Regions from separate parts of the Mus musculus genome. Here regions 2 and 3 are each linked to region 1. Evidence: chromatin contacts called from public HiChIP or PLAC-seq data. All regions are on one chromosome and are shown on one strand. Each heading gives the region's core, a stretch centred on a gene start, on an enhancer-like site or on the middle of the called end of the contact. The rest is flanking DNA. Distances are from core to core; before and after follow the strand shown.

Region 1 (4,304 bases), core at 803-3,302:
CGGGCCCCGGCATATACCATGGGCATCCGTCACTCAAAGCGGGCATCCACCATGGTAGGGGACACCAAATGCTGACAGCTGCAGGGCACAGGCAGCCGGGGCCTCTCCTGGGCCGTTTCCTCAGAGTGGAACAGAGGAGGTGCCTCCCTCCCCGTCTTCAGTCCGAGGTCCTTTGAGGCCACCTGATCTTTCTGTCCCTGGGGCCTGTGACCCAAGTCTCCATAGAGGGTGAGGTTGAGCCTCCTTCCCAGGTCAGACCAGGCCAGGGAGAAGTGTCCCTTTCCCTGGCTGGACATGGAGCCGTGTGTCCTAGAATTCAGTGTCCAGGCCGCTTGGGTTTCTGCAGATGAGGCCGGAGAACTCTCCTGGAGGTGGCCCTGCAGTCTCTGCCCTTCTCACCCCACCCTTTAGAGTTGCTTGCCAATAAATCATTCCTCCGTCAACAGCGGTTAGCATTGTGCACATTGGTTTATTTAGCACTTCTAACCACGCCGCAAAGAAAGCACTAAACAACTTTGCAAACCTCATTCGGTTCAGATGGGGCAAATGGGGGCCCCTGGCAGCAGGAGACCAGAGACAGAGCCTGGGTTTGGATCATGGGACCAGTTAGGTTCTTGGGAAGGGGTACTGTGAAGCTGGGCTTTGAGGGATGTGTAGGAGTTTATTAGAGTATTATTTACGTCATTTGTTGCCGCAGATTAAAGAGTAGAGCCAGCCCTATAACCTCCCCATTCAGTGATGTTTGTGCACCCAGACCGGGAACGCCTTGGTCCACACTTAATCAGCTAGATTCTACAGCCATTTTTCAGACTTCAGCCCAGTGGCGCTCCTCTTCCAGCAGACAACACCAAAGGCGACCTGGCTGGGCTCCTGAGAGTGCCTGTGTGGAAGTGGCTGAGAGCCAGGCGCGCGCGCCTCCGCCCCCTCCACAGGCAGTGATCTAGTTTCTCTCGCATCGATCTGGCCGGCCTTGCCCCTCCTCCGCACCCTGCCCCGCCCAGCACTCTTCTCTTTGTTTCCCGGCAGTACTGTCCTGGAAAGGGCGGGGGACAGAGGCAGGGTGATGATGACAACCCCTTCCCTCACAGAAGGAATCCCCTTGGGGTCTGAATCGGTGTCTCCGAGGTCTCTTGAGCCTGGGCTGGGGCTGTTGGCAGGCCTGAGAGTTCTGACCCTCGGGTTCCAATATGAACCCAAAGAACCGATGGATGTCCTTTGCTTACAGCCTAGGAAACAGGCCAGGAGCCAGCAGAAGCGACCCATGGTCACCTTTAGACTTCTCCAGACGCAGCGCCACCCGCGGTGTCCTGGGCACTTGCTTCACTTCCAGGCCTCAGTTTCCCTTTAAGCCTTGGCCTTGCTCCAGGGTTCAGTTTTCCCACTAACCAGTAAAGAAGGTTCAGTTGGAGGGGGTACCCTCTGAGTCTGAGGTTCTCTTGTCCTGGACCCCAGCCTGTGCACTGGCCCAGGCCCTATTTGGACCCTATTTAGAAGTAAAGTTGGGCAGGATATGACTGAACGTGTCAAGGACCCGGATAGTCTCATCCTGCCTCTACCACCCAGACCTCAAGTTCCCTTTTGTGCCTTATCCTTACCCTAGCCCTCGGTTTCCTCACTGAGCAAACCCGGTGGAACAGTGGCTTAAGGGATACTTAGGGGCCGGAGGATAGCTCTACAAAGCCAGGCCTCAGTTTCTCAACTTAGAAGTAAAGAAGGGCAGGATGTTGCTGGAACAGTGGTGAAGGGTGGCCTCGGGGTTAGGGGATCACTCCCTGCACCTGCGACTTCAGGCCTTAGTTTCTCTATTTAGAAGAAAAGAAGGGAGGATAGGATGCTGCTGGAGTGAAGGCAGAGACTTGGAAGTTGAAGAATGGCGCCCCGCCCCGTGTATGCGACCCCTGTCCTCAGTTTCCCCATCGGTCTGAGCCTGACTGGACATTCCCTCGGGGAGCCCCGGCAGGCTGCGCTAGGTCGGAGGCGGCGCTGCCAGAACAGGGTCGGGGTCCCAGGAGTGTAGCCCCCCGCGGCTGCGCGCTGCGCGGAGCGGTGACATCACTCGGCGGGGAGGAGCGCACGGCTCTGGACCAGGCTCAGCCGGGGCTCCTCGGCGGCCGCGGCCATGACGCAGGGTCCGGGTGGCCGCGCGGCCCCCGAGCCCGAGGCGCCCACCACCTTCTGCGCACTGCTGCCGCGGATGCCGCAGTGGAAGTTCGCAGCGCCGGGTAGCTTCCTGGGCCGCGGTCCCGCGGCGACGCGCGTGGCGGGGGTGGCAGAGGCGCAGCCGGAGCCCGGGGTCCCCGCGCTGGCCGCTGTGTTGGGCGCTTGCGAACCGCGCTGCGCCGCGCCCTGTCCGCTGCCCGCGCTCGGCCGCTGCCGGGGCTCGGGGACGCGGGGCGCGCGGGTGACTCCGGATGTCGCTGACGAGTGGGTGCGCAAGGGCGGCTTCATTCACAAGCCGGCGCACGGCTGGTTGCATCCCGATGCCAGGGTCCTGGGGCCCGGGGTCTCTTACATCGTTCGGGTGAGTGCGCTCAGCCTCTTTCCCGGCGCGCCGTGGTCGGGGACCGCTCCCACCCCCAGTTTGGTCTCTTGGACCCCAAGAGCCAAGTGAGCGCTCCCCACAACCCAGGAACCCAGTCTCCAGTACGCGCGCTTCTCGACCGCCCCCACTCGCAGGCGCTGGGGTCCGGGTTCTCACGGCGTCACGTGGGGAGGGGCGGGGAGAGGGCGCAGGTAGGGAGGGGACACACGCATGCGCAAGCTAGCCGCACCCCCCCTCCGCTATTGGGTGGGAGAGTCCTTAAGATAAGGACTAGGTATCCGAGGGTTCCCTGACCCCGGAGAAAGCAACTTTGCAGGCTTATAGTGGGGACTCAAGCTCAGGGCTCAGGGTTCCAAATTCCACATCAGAGCCGATGAAGTGAAGGGGCCTGGCTTTGTTTATCCCCTTTATTTTGGCAGAGGTGGAAAGGGGTAGGGATTTGGCCAGAGGATAGCGACTTCCAGCTGCAGGCCATCATTCTGGCTTATCAACCCCAAATATTGGGATGCTAAGATGAGTGTCACCACTTCCAGACCTTTGTTCTTTGTTTTGTTTTTGAAACGGGGTCTCATGTAGCTCAGGCTGACCTGGAAGTCACTATGTAGCTGAGGATAACCTTGCATTCCTGATCCTCCTGCTTCCACTTTGCAAGAGCCAGGGTGACAGTCATGCACCACCACACCCATTCCCTATGATGCTGGGGATGGAGCTCAGCCCTTTTCATGTTAGTTGAGCTCTGTATCTGCTTAGCCCCAGCCCCTACCCAGGTTTCTATTGTGACCTTTGCAAGGGTGGGGGGATGGTGTACCACGTGCCCTCAAGTCATTGGGGACATTTTATCTTCTCCGATCCAAGCATCTGCCCGTATGTGCAGTGTGTGAAGGTGAGCTGAGAGAAAGCTGGTGTGTGGTGCTCACCTCAGGCACTCCAGTCTGGCTTCCTGCCCACCACTGTTGATGAGGTGCCACGTGATCTCAGAATGCTGTTTGTTGGATGTCCTGCACCAGGATGCTGAGAGGGTGATCTCTCTTTGTGTCTTTGTTTTCCCCACCAGCGTCCACCATGTTACTTCTCCCTTCCCCGGGCTCCTCTGAGTCTCCGATATTCTATGTCTCGGGGAATCTTCCAAATAGGACCTTATTTGGAAGTGAATTTAGTGGAGCACACCTGTAGTCCCAGCATCATTTAGGAGGCTGGAGCAGGAGGATCGCCAATAGTTTAGGCCAGTCTGGGCTACATAGCCAGACCCATCTCAAAAGATAAAGGAAGAAAGGCATGGTGCACTTGCAAAGGCAAGGATGGAGGATCTATATGGGTTTAAGGCCAACCTGGTCTACATAGCAAGTTTCAGAATCATCTATAAACACACACACACACACACACACACACACACACACACACACACAAAGACAAAAAAAACAAATAAAAAAGGAAATACGTCTAGTGACAATTTTGGAATTTTGGTTTCTTTAAAAAATACAGAAATCTTATGAAACAATATGCTTTTGTTTTCATGCTAGCTGTTGGGATGTGGGGCTGCAGTGAACTGTCTGCAGCAGCTGACTATGATTTGCCTCATGCTCTAGCAGAGATGTGTTTTTGTCAGTTGTAGATAGTTTCTGTGATTGTGCAATGTTTGGGATTCTGGAAACTTTTTAGAGGGTATATACATGCTAGGCCCCAGAGGCGGGGTTGGTGCTTGGTGGTCGTTCAGGAGAGTTGGTTGCTGTGTGTAAGTAGTTGTGTTCAAAACAAACAAAAG
Region 2 (4,304 bases), core at 1,031-3,530, 2.0 Mb after region 1:
AGACTATACTCTACAGTATCTGAGACCAGTGACCTGGGCACCCTGAGCTCCATACTGCTGGCTACCTGCTGGAGAATGAAGCCACGGGCCCTTCTCAGAAAATTCCCAGAACACAGACTACTAGACCCCAACAGGGACAGGTATGTGGACAGTGACTGGAGATATTGCCTACCAGACCCCCATCTTGTCACCTCATTTGCAAGTGTAGCACCAGGAAGCACCTGACAAGGACTCCTCGGGTCACTTCTAAAGCCAGCTGTAACAGGTGTGAATGCTCATTCCTTCCCTCAGGTTTCCCACCTGCTGTGACCTGCACATGGACCACCAGTCCCAGCTGACCCGGAGGCCACAGATATGAGTCCAGGCAGTCCAGACCTTCCGACTTCCCATCTGCTGGGCAGGACAGCCGGGGCCAGGGGAAGACAGAACGGAGCGCACACCTGTGTCCCGCATCAAAGTTCAGGGCTGGTCAATGCTCAACCCAGAGTAGAACCAGAGGGACTTAAAACTGGGCCAACCCTCACTGGCCTCCCAAGCCTCTTATCATATAGCTCCATAATGTCAGCCTGACTTTTATGTTTCCTCCCTGGTTCACCATATTCATAACTAGGTCACCTTTTAACTATTCGAAACGCACCTTCAGGGGAGAGGGGGCGGGCTTTATAAATAACCTTTATTATCACTCTTCAGGTCGGCTGTGCTCCCCGGGCTCCTGGAACAGGAAAGCACACGTTCGTGATTCATCCCAGGCCCGGAAGCATGGCCGTCCTCACGACTCCCAGGCAGGCCTGCACGGGGGTCCTTCAGGGGTTCATTTACAAGCTCACCTCACAATGCAAGGTGGCCCTGCCTGGGATGGGGGAGCACACAGATGCCATCACTTGCAGCCAAGGGATTTGTGTGGTGACAACAGACTTAGAAGCTCCACCTTCAAAGCTGTCACTGCAGGTGTGGCTGGAGAACACACCTGGAGGAGGGGCAGGGGCAGGGGCTTCTCTTCTGCCTCAGATCCCCACAGGTGGCACTGTATCGGGCCCCAGGGTCTTCTCACCCACAGCCCTCAGTGTACCGGTTGCTGAAACTTACAACCAGTCACTTCTAGGTAGTTAGGTTATAAACCGCATGCAGCAGCGTTCACATAGGTCAGTGTTCCAAACCTGGGTCGCAGGGTCACCCCTTGCCATGTCACAGAGAGCAACAGCCCAGTACGGGAAGGAGCCTCACTCCTCCTGGCAACCCAACAGAAGGTGTGCACCCGAGAACACAACCACCTGTCACACCAGTACCTCTTGTCCCTGGGATTCCCACTACCAACTTGCAGGTCCAGCTATCAGATCCAACTGCCTTGTGTCTTTATCCCATTAATTGTGACTTGATCGTTAGAATCTCTTGCTGGGAACCCTAGAGCAGGATGTCACTGGTGTTCCCAGTGGCCTAAGAAGAGAAGGAGGCCTGTAGTTGGCCCACCTCGAGGAGCTCCAGGCTAAACCCAGGTGTGGGTTGTGGGTGTGTTTGGGGCTGGGCCTGTGTTTTCTCCTTCAACTGGGGACAGAGCCAGGCCCGTGGCGGCCCAGAGCTTTGCTAAATGCAGGTTGGATAGCTCATCCGATGCCAGGAGCCCGAGGGCCGGGGACTTCATTCCTGAAGCAGGTGCCTGGCCTTCCCCGGCAGTCAAGCAGGTAAGTACTTGCGAAGCCTCGATGGCTGCTGTTAGCGCTTTGAAACTTGAAACCCCTCCCACCTCTAGGAGCTTAGAGAAACCTTTTATTGTGACTGCCTGTGCTGCCCCTTCTATTGTATCTCCCCTGTCCCCCATAACTGTCCAGGTTTCTAGGAGGACAGCATCTTACCACACTCAAGTGACCTGGTGTCAGGAGGTGGCATGTCAAACCCCATTTTTCTCCAACTTCACAAAAGATGCCCTACCCATGTCCCCATGTGGTCACCTTACCTGTGCAGGGCTCCCAGGGCCGGGCACCACGGCTTGGGGTACCCAGAAGCAAGAGCACCGCACACAACATCAGCAGCGCAGACATGAGGGGCTCGAGTCCCAAGATCCATCCAGGGGTTCCACACGCCTGCAGAGAGGCAGCCACTCTTAATTCCCTGTGAGGGGCAGTCTGGACCCCAGGTGGTCACTGTGATGAGCCCATGTTTGTATCTGCAAGAGGACAGAGGTAGTCCTGGCAGTAATGACAGCCCCTAGCTGTTCTGCAGTAGCAAAAGGCGGGTGGCCCTGGCAGACTGAAGCGTCAGCTGCAGGCAAGGGCTTATCTCTCTGCTTCCCTGCTGGGCTTGGGTCCCGAGCGCAGGTGACAACGGGTATCAATCTTCAGGACTGGGATTAGTCATTGGCAAAGCTCACCCTCCTGAAGGAGAGACAGAAATAGATCCTTCAGCGGAGCACTGAGAACAAACCAGAAAAACTTAGAAAACCAGTTTTTCCTGGGTGCAGATGACGGGCGGCCGCGTGCTGCTGTGCAGGACTCGAGCAGGTGACCTTGGCAGACCTGCAGCTACCGATAGGGACAGGTGCTCTGTCGGTCCACCTCCTGCTCTCTTGGGGATTCCCAAACAGGGCTCTTTCCTCTCAGCTGGGGCGAGTGTCCCCCGAGGTCCCAACACGCAGCAGGGGGTCAGCCTTAGGTCCAGCAGAAGGTCAGATCCTCTGTTCTGTGCTGAGATAAGGATCAGTCTTAGAGGAGGTGGTGACAGAGGAAGGTCTCCTGCCCTGCCGGGTCCCACACCGTCCCCAGGAGGGCCGGCTTTGAGGAGGGCTTTTTATCTGGTGCCCAGCCCTCGGAGGGTGTGTGGGTTTGTCAACTGTTGGCTTCAGGAATTCCCCTGTGGGGGGAGCCATCCTTAAAGCTGTTCCAGAGGAAAGGGTTTAAGAGTGGCTGTGCAGAGAGTGCATTGCCCGTGTGTGCTCAATTCCCTGAGAGATGCTTCCGACTCAACAGGACCCCCTTTCACAAGCCCCTGAGACACACAGTCCCCCCACCCCGAATGTCCCAACTCAGAACTCAGGCAGAGCCTGACACTGTGGGTGTTTGTTTGCAAATGGCAGACGGTTTTGTATGTATGGGGAGGGTGGGGGTGGCAAGAGGGTGGGTACTGAAAAACAGAGAGAGAGGATGATGAAGATGGATGGAGAAGAGAGAAAGAGTTAGGGGGAAAGGCCCAGCTCAGGGGCCTGGCAATGTTTGACTCAGTGGGTGTTTGTGAGCTCAAGGCCCTGTGATTAGAGAGAGACAGAGAGACAAGAGACCATAAGAGAGGGAGCAGACAAGATAGACCTGGAGAGATGAGATGGGGTGGGGGATGGGAGGAGAAAAGAGAGAGGTGGGAGGGTAGTACAGAGATGGAAGAGGAAGAAGGGATGGATGATCTGCAGAGTGCTGGAGGGTCTGTCTCTGTGTAGGGGACATGTATTCAAGCCTTCCCTTCTCCCTGGAAACCCTGATCTGCCATTTATGTCCCGGTGAGGAGGCTTGTGGGCTTGTGGTGACTAAGATAGCTATAAAGAAATCCTTGGAGAGGCACTTGTTATACATGGCTACCCTCTACCTGGCCCAGGGGAGCTCTTGGGGTAAGTTTCTTCACTCCTGGGCTCAGTGCCGCTCCTTCCTGGTGGGACCTATGGAGTAGTGGCGGGGTTTTCTGAGGTTCCTATCCTTGTAGATCCGAGCTGCTATTAGCTTATATGGAGCCCACATCACCGTGACCCTAACCATCAAAGGAAAGATGTGTGGCTCCCAGGGAAGCAGCAGCCTGATCTGAGAGGGAGGGGGGGAGGGGAGCAGCCTGGGAGGGGGAGGAGAGCAGCCTAGTCTGGGGGTGGGGGGCAGAGTGGGTGGGGGGAGCAGCCTGGTCTGAGGGGGGAAGGGGAAGGGAAGGGGGAGAGGAACAGCCTCATCTGTGAGGGGAGGGGAGGGGGAGGGGGGCCTGGGAGGGGGAGGAGAGCAGCCTGGCCTGAGGCGGGAGGGGGAGACCTGGTCTGAGGGGGGAAGGCACTGTCGTGCAGTCTCTTTCCCAGCTGAGGAACACTTTGTTCTGCAGCAGGACCCCTCCCAGCCCAGCTGCAGGTAGTGGTGGTAGCCACCAGAGGCACACCCTGGGTGGGGTTTGGAGGTGACTTCTGCAGGCTGGGCAGCTAGCACCTGTGCAGGGTCACAGGGTTGCAGGGCTGGTGAGCTCCGTGCAGCCAGCTACCCTCTGACTACTTTCGTTAAATGAGACAGTGTCAGGATTTTTTTTTTTTTTTTTTTTTGGAACAGCCTGATTTAAGGAATGAAAATTATGCT
Region 3 (4,304 bases), core at 520-3,019, 1.2 Mb after region 1:
CAGAAGTAGGAGAGCTCATCGTGCCTTTCTTTGTTGGTCTGATAGGAAGACAGGGTCAAAGGCTTGTTTTCATGGGGGAGGGGTTGAAACACCCTCAAGTGCACGCATTTATCTCCACCAACATCAACCTGGAGGAAGACAGACAGACAGACATGTGAGTGAAAGGTAAGGTTCCAGTTCCAGGCTTAACCCAGCCTTAGAAACTGAGCCAGAACAGGCCACCAGCCACTAACTTAGCCAGTGATAACCCTTGTCTCCTCCTTTAAGGCCGGGAACCCTAACACCCCAAATTCATCCTCTCAGAACATGTACATGTCCCCTTAAGGGGTTCTCTGCAGGAAGTTGCAGGACACTCTGCTCTACTCTGAGACTATGTCCCCAGTTCATGCCAAGCTACTATCAGTACCCACCTTGATGAAGAGGTTGGTGCCAGCCACTATCTGTCTCTTGAAGGATATGGCTTTAAAGACATCAAACTTCTGATTTTCTTTCGATTCAAGCTGGGACTTCACCTGGATGGTGGGTGAGAAGGAAGGACTTAGATTCATGCACAGGTGCCCCCACACACACACACTGCCAGCCTTCAATACTCCTCATTCCGGGGGACATGGTAAACTGTTGGCCCCACTGATAAAGAACAACACAGCTCCTTTTTTTTGGGGGGGGGGGGGACAGGGTCTCACTATGTAGCTATGGCTGGCATGGAACTAAGCAAACTGGGCTGGCTTCAAATTCAGAGAGACTCGCCTGTCTCTGCCTCCTGAGTGCTGATGTGGCACGTGGCCAAGGTTCCCTTGCCTGGCCAGTGTGTCTGTAACATTTCCTCATTTCTAGGGTCTCATGGAGCTGACTCACTCCTTCTTGGCCACTTCAGTCAGAGCAAACACCTCCCAAGATCAGCTAGGCTTAGTGGACAGGGTCCTGGGCTTGGGGCGTGGCAGGAGAGCTGAAGAGAGGATTTGTTTAACTTTTCTTCTCTTGCTAATACCCTGAACCTCCCCCTACCTTGTACTGAATCTCTGCTCTGCTAACAGTCACAGGAAGGGCAGCCCAGGCCCAAGGTCCACCCCCTCGTTTCAGACTAGGCACAAGCAAGTTCTACAACTTCTGGTTTTGATCCTTTTTTTTTTCCCTGAGGGGCGGTGTTGGTGATGGTGGTGGTGGTATCAGTTGAATTCCTGCCACTGAGCTAAACAGTCCTAGCTCTTTCTTTTGAGGAGACAAGCACAGTAGCCCAGTCTGGCTTTCTCTTGTTTAGGCCTGGGTGTAAGTCAAAAAGGTGCCGTCTAGGTTCTAACAGCTGCCTTCCTGAATTCTCTGGGACCACCGGATCCCTCCACCGATCCCGGGGCTAGTTCCCTAATAGGTGAGTGGCCCTCTTGTATGCAAGCGGCAGAAGACTCGCCCCAGTTCCCGGCCCTGAATCTTCCAACCAGATCCAGAGCCCCCAGCTCCCAGTCACACTTGTGGCCGCCCCGGAAACCCGCTGCAGGACCTGACCAGTCTGGGCAGGCCGGTCCCTGAGGCCGCCGGGTCTCCGCAGGCCTGGCTCAGACTGGCCTGACCTGGGCCCAGCCTCACCTGGTCGGCGACCTCCTGCGTCTCGGCCGTGGCTGGCATTGTGGCAGATGGCGCGCCACACATCATCTTGGCAGCAGTAGTCGGGGTAGCACGGAGAAGCTGAAGACAGATCCAACTAGGAGACCTGGGTGCCTGGACCCTAGAAAAACCTGGCTTGGCTCCGCCCCCCCGGACCCGTAGCACGTGACAGAGCGACGGGGCGGGGCGCCGCACCCTCTCGCTCGCTCTCTTTACTGTCACCACCCTCCGTTCCAGGCAGAGTCAGGAGACCCAGGCTGGGCGTGGGCGGAGGGTGAGGCATGGTGGGTGCTTCACGTCCTTTCCCTGAACGGACGCTAAGAAGGGTTTGGAGGCTGGGAGTCCTGATTGCCCCTCAATGGTCGTGAAGTGATTGTAGGAGTATCTCTGACCCGGCTTAGGGGCTTCCGGGTCCTCACAGGATGCAGAGATGTGAGAAGGGGTCCTAGTCTTTCCATGGAGTAGGTGGACACGAAGTACAGCCCTGGACATCTCAATTTCCCCTTGTCCTGTGACTATTAAGTGGGGGTCTTGATGGGTCCCTATCCCTCCTTCCATAGAGTGGATACAGAAATAGATGATTGAGGACCTAGAAGTCTCAGATCCCTGTTCCTTGACCCCTGGCCCCATCCTTTCCTCCCCTCCCCAACGTGGACTTAGTTTTTGGGTCCGGATAACCCCATGAAATAAGAGCTTATCTGGGAATTCCATTCTTTTTGAATGACATGGCCTTGTCAGGCGGTAGGCGGGGCTTGGGGATCCCAGCCCCAGCCCCACAGAGCTGGGTAGGTGGTCTATTCTGGGTGAGACTCTATTCTCACACACCCAACACAGGCTGGGAACCATGAGGACCCCGGATATGCCCTCTGTCAGTGCTCTTACTTGAGTGACCTTCAAACCCGAGTTTCCGTTTGCAAAACTGTCACAGTTGGATAGCAGGACATGATGGTATACACCTGCAATCCTGGCACTTGAGAGGCTAAGCTAACCTGACTATGCAGTGAGACCTTGGCTTAAAAAAAATAATTTGGGGGTGCAGAGGTAGCTCATGGTAAGGGGCTTGCCACGGAAGTGCGACAGCCTGAATTTGATATTTGGAACCCAGTCAAAGAGCCAAGTGAGGGGCTGGAGAGATGGCTCAGCAGTTAAGAAAACTGGCTGCTCTTCCAGAGGACCTGAGTTCAATTCTCAGCTCCCACATACTAGCTCACAACTCCAGTTCCATGGGATCCTATTTCTCCACCCCCTGGCCTCAATGGGCACTAGGGATGCAAGTGGTGCCCAGACATACATGGAGACTTGTGGTGGTGGCAGTCAACCCAAACTAAAACAGAAGTTAGTACCAGACACTGGAGTATTGCTGGGATTAGGCCTGGCCATGCTTTTGTTTGGAGGAATGTGGATTTTGGGTTAGAAAAGCAATTGATCACTTAATAGTTCATAGGGCCATAGTAGTAGGAATATGGAAGACAGTGGTGATGAAGGTGATGTGAGCTTTGGGGGTCTGGTTCAAGAGGTTTCAGAGGACAAAACTATTTGTATGTGGCCTACAGACTGTTCTCGAGCTTTGGCTAAGAACGTGGTTGCTTTTTTGCTCTTGTCTAAAAAGTCTTCGTGAGGCTAAATTTAAGTCTTTGGGATTAGTTGAGCTGGCAGAGGAAATTTCAAAATGGCCCAGTATCGACTCTCTTGTGTGGTTGTTAGTGGTCACTCTTATGAAGATCTATAATGAAAAGGAGCAAGCTGAGGAAGTAAAAAATACAAAATGTACAGAAAAGGGGGCACCAGGAAGTGGAAAGGAGCTAAATCCTGTTTTTTAAGGAGTTAAACAGGTAACAGAAAAGCCAAATGTTTACATAAAGGGAATGGTGACTTCAGGGCAAGAGTCTGCCCAGCTAAGCTTTCAGCCTGTGAAAAGGAATTAAAAGAAAGTTTAGAGCCAGGTGTGGCGGTGCATGCCTTTAATCCCAGCAGTTGTGTGAAGCCAGTTTTGTCTTCAGATCAAGTTTCAGGACAACCAAGCTCAGGCAGTGAAGGAAAGCAGGGGGTCAGTTCCCAGCCTCAGCAAGCAGCAGAACTTGGCAGCTTCGGTCACATGGTTCTGGCTTTAGAGGCAAGGATAGAAGACAGGGGTTATGGAATCTCCCTCTGAGGTCAAGGGAAGCTGCTGAGGCCAGGTATTGTCATGGGTGGAGGCCTATAGAGGCCATCACGTGAAGCTATGAAGCCTGGATTGCCTTGGAGAAACCAAGATATTGGAGATACCAGAGCCGAGGGATAGCTGTTGAGGAAAGCTGCTAACAGGGAGTGGAGCCAGCCCAGGAGAGAGAGGAATGCTGCAGCCAACACAGCTGAAAGAGTTGGAAATCTGAAGAGCACTTTGGCGTCAGACTTGGAGATGCAGAGCTTGGACTTTGCCCAGCTGGTTTTAGTCTTGCTTTGGTCCAGTATTCCCTTCCTGTGCTTGCCTTTATCCCTTTTGGAATGGTGATGGATATCCTGTGCTATTATATGTTGGAAGTATGTGATCTGCTTTCTGATTTTGATTTTTGCAGGGACTTACAGTTGAGAGATTGCATGAGTCTCAGAAGAGACTCTAAACTTTGGATTTTAAAAAAGTTTGATGGGGGTGGGGGGCTGGAGAGACGGCTCAGTGGTTAAGAGCACTGACTGCTCTTCCAGAGGTCCTGAGTTCAATTCCCAGC

The links. HiChIP or PLAC-seq counts read pairs in DNA pulled down with a chosen protein or histone mark.
Region 2: a contact with region 1 is called in an H3K4me3 HiChIP or PLAC-seq map of embryonic stem cells, with 5 read pairs. The contact joins the promoter of Tspear here to the promoter of Shc2 in region 1.
Region 3: a contact with region 1 is called in an H3K27ac HiChIP or PLAC-seq map of embryonic stem cells, with 7 times the contacts expected there. The contact joins the promoter of Cstb here to the promoter of Shc2 in region 1. A contact is called at or near these places in 2 of 39 promoter capture datasets (cranial neural crest and neural stem cells), 9 of 115 datasets of contacts at active chromatin or transcription factors (embryonic forebrain, embryonic stem cells, stem cell-derived neural progenitor cells and 1 more) and 1 of 9 other capture datasets (embryonic stem cells).

The regions. Positions count from the first base shown.
Region 1 is chr10:79,635,666-79,639,969 of GRCm38.p6, reverse strand. Shc2 (SHC (Src homology 2 domain containing) transforming protein 2) reads left to right here and starts at 2,052. Exons shown (of 13, transcript NM_001024539.1): 1 at 2,052-2,521. The coding sequence starts at 2,120. It overlaps Odf3l2 (outer dense fiber of sperm tails 3-like 2), which reads left to right. Exons shown (of 4, transcript NM_001033473.2): 4 at 1-444. The coding sequence ends at 75.
Region 2 is chr10:77,684,545-77,688,848 of GRCm38.p6, reverse strand. It overlaps Tspear (thrombospondin type laminin G domain and EAR repeats), which reads right to left and starts at 2,280. Exons shown (of 12, transcript NM_001287074.1): 1 at 1,952-2,280. The coding sequence starts at 2,036.
Region 3 is chr10:78,423,135-78,427,438 of GRCm38.p6, reverse strand. Cstb (cystatin B) reads right to left here and starts at 1,769. Exons shown (of 3, transcript NM_007793.3): 1 at 1,582-1,769; 2 at 411-512; 3 at 1-128. The coding sequence starts at 1,647.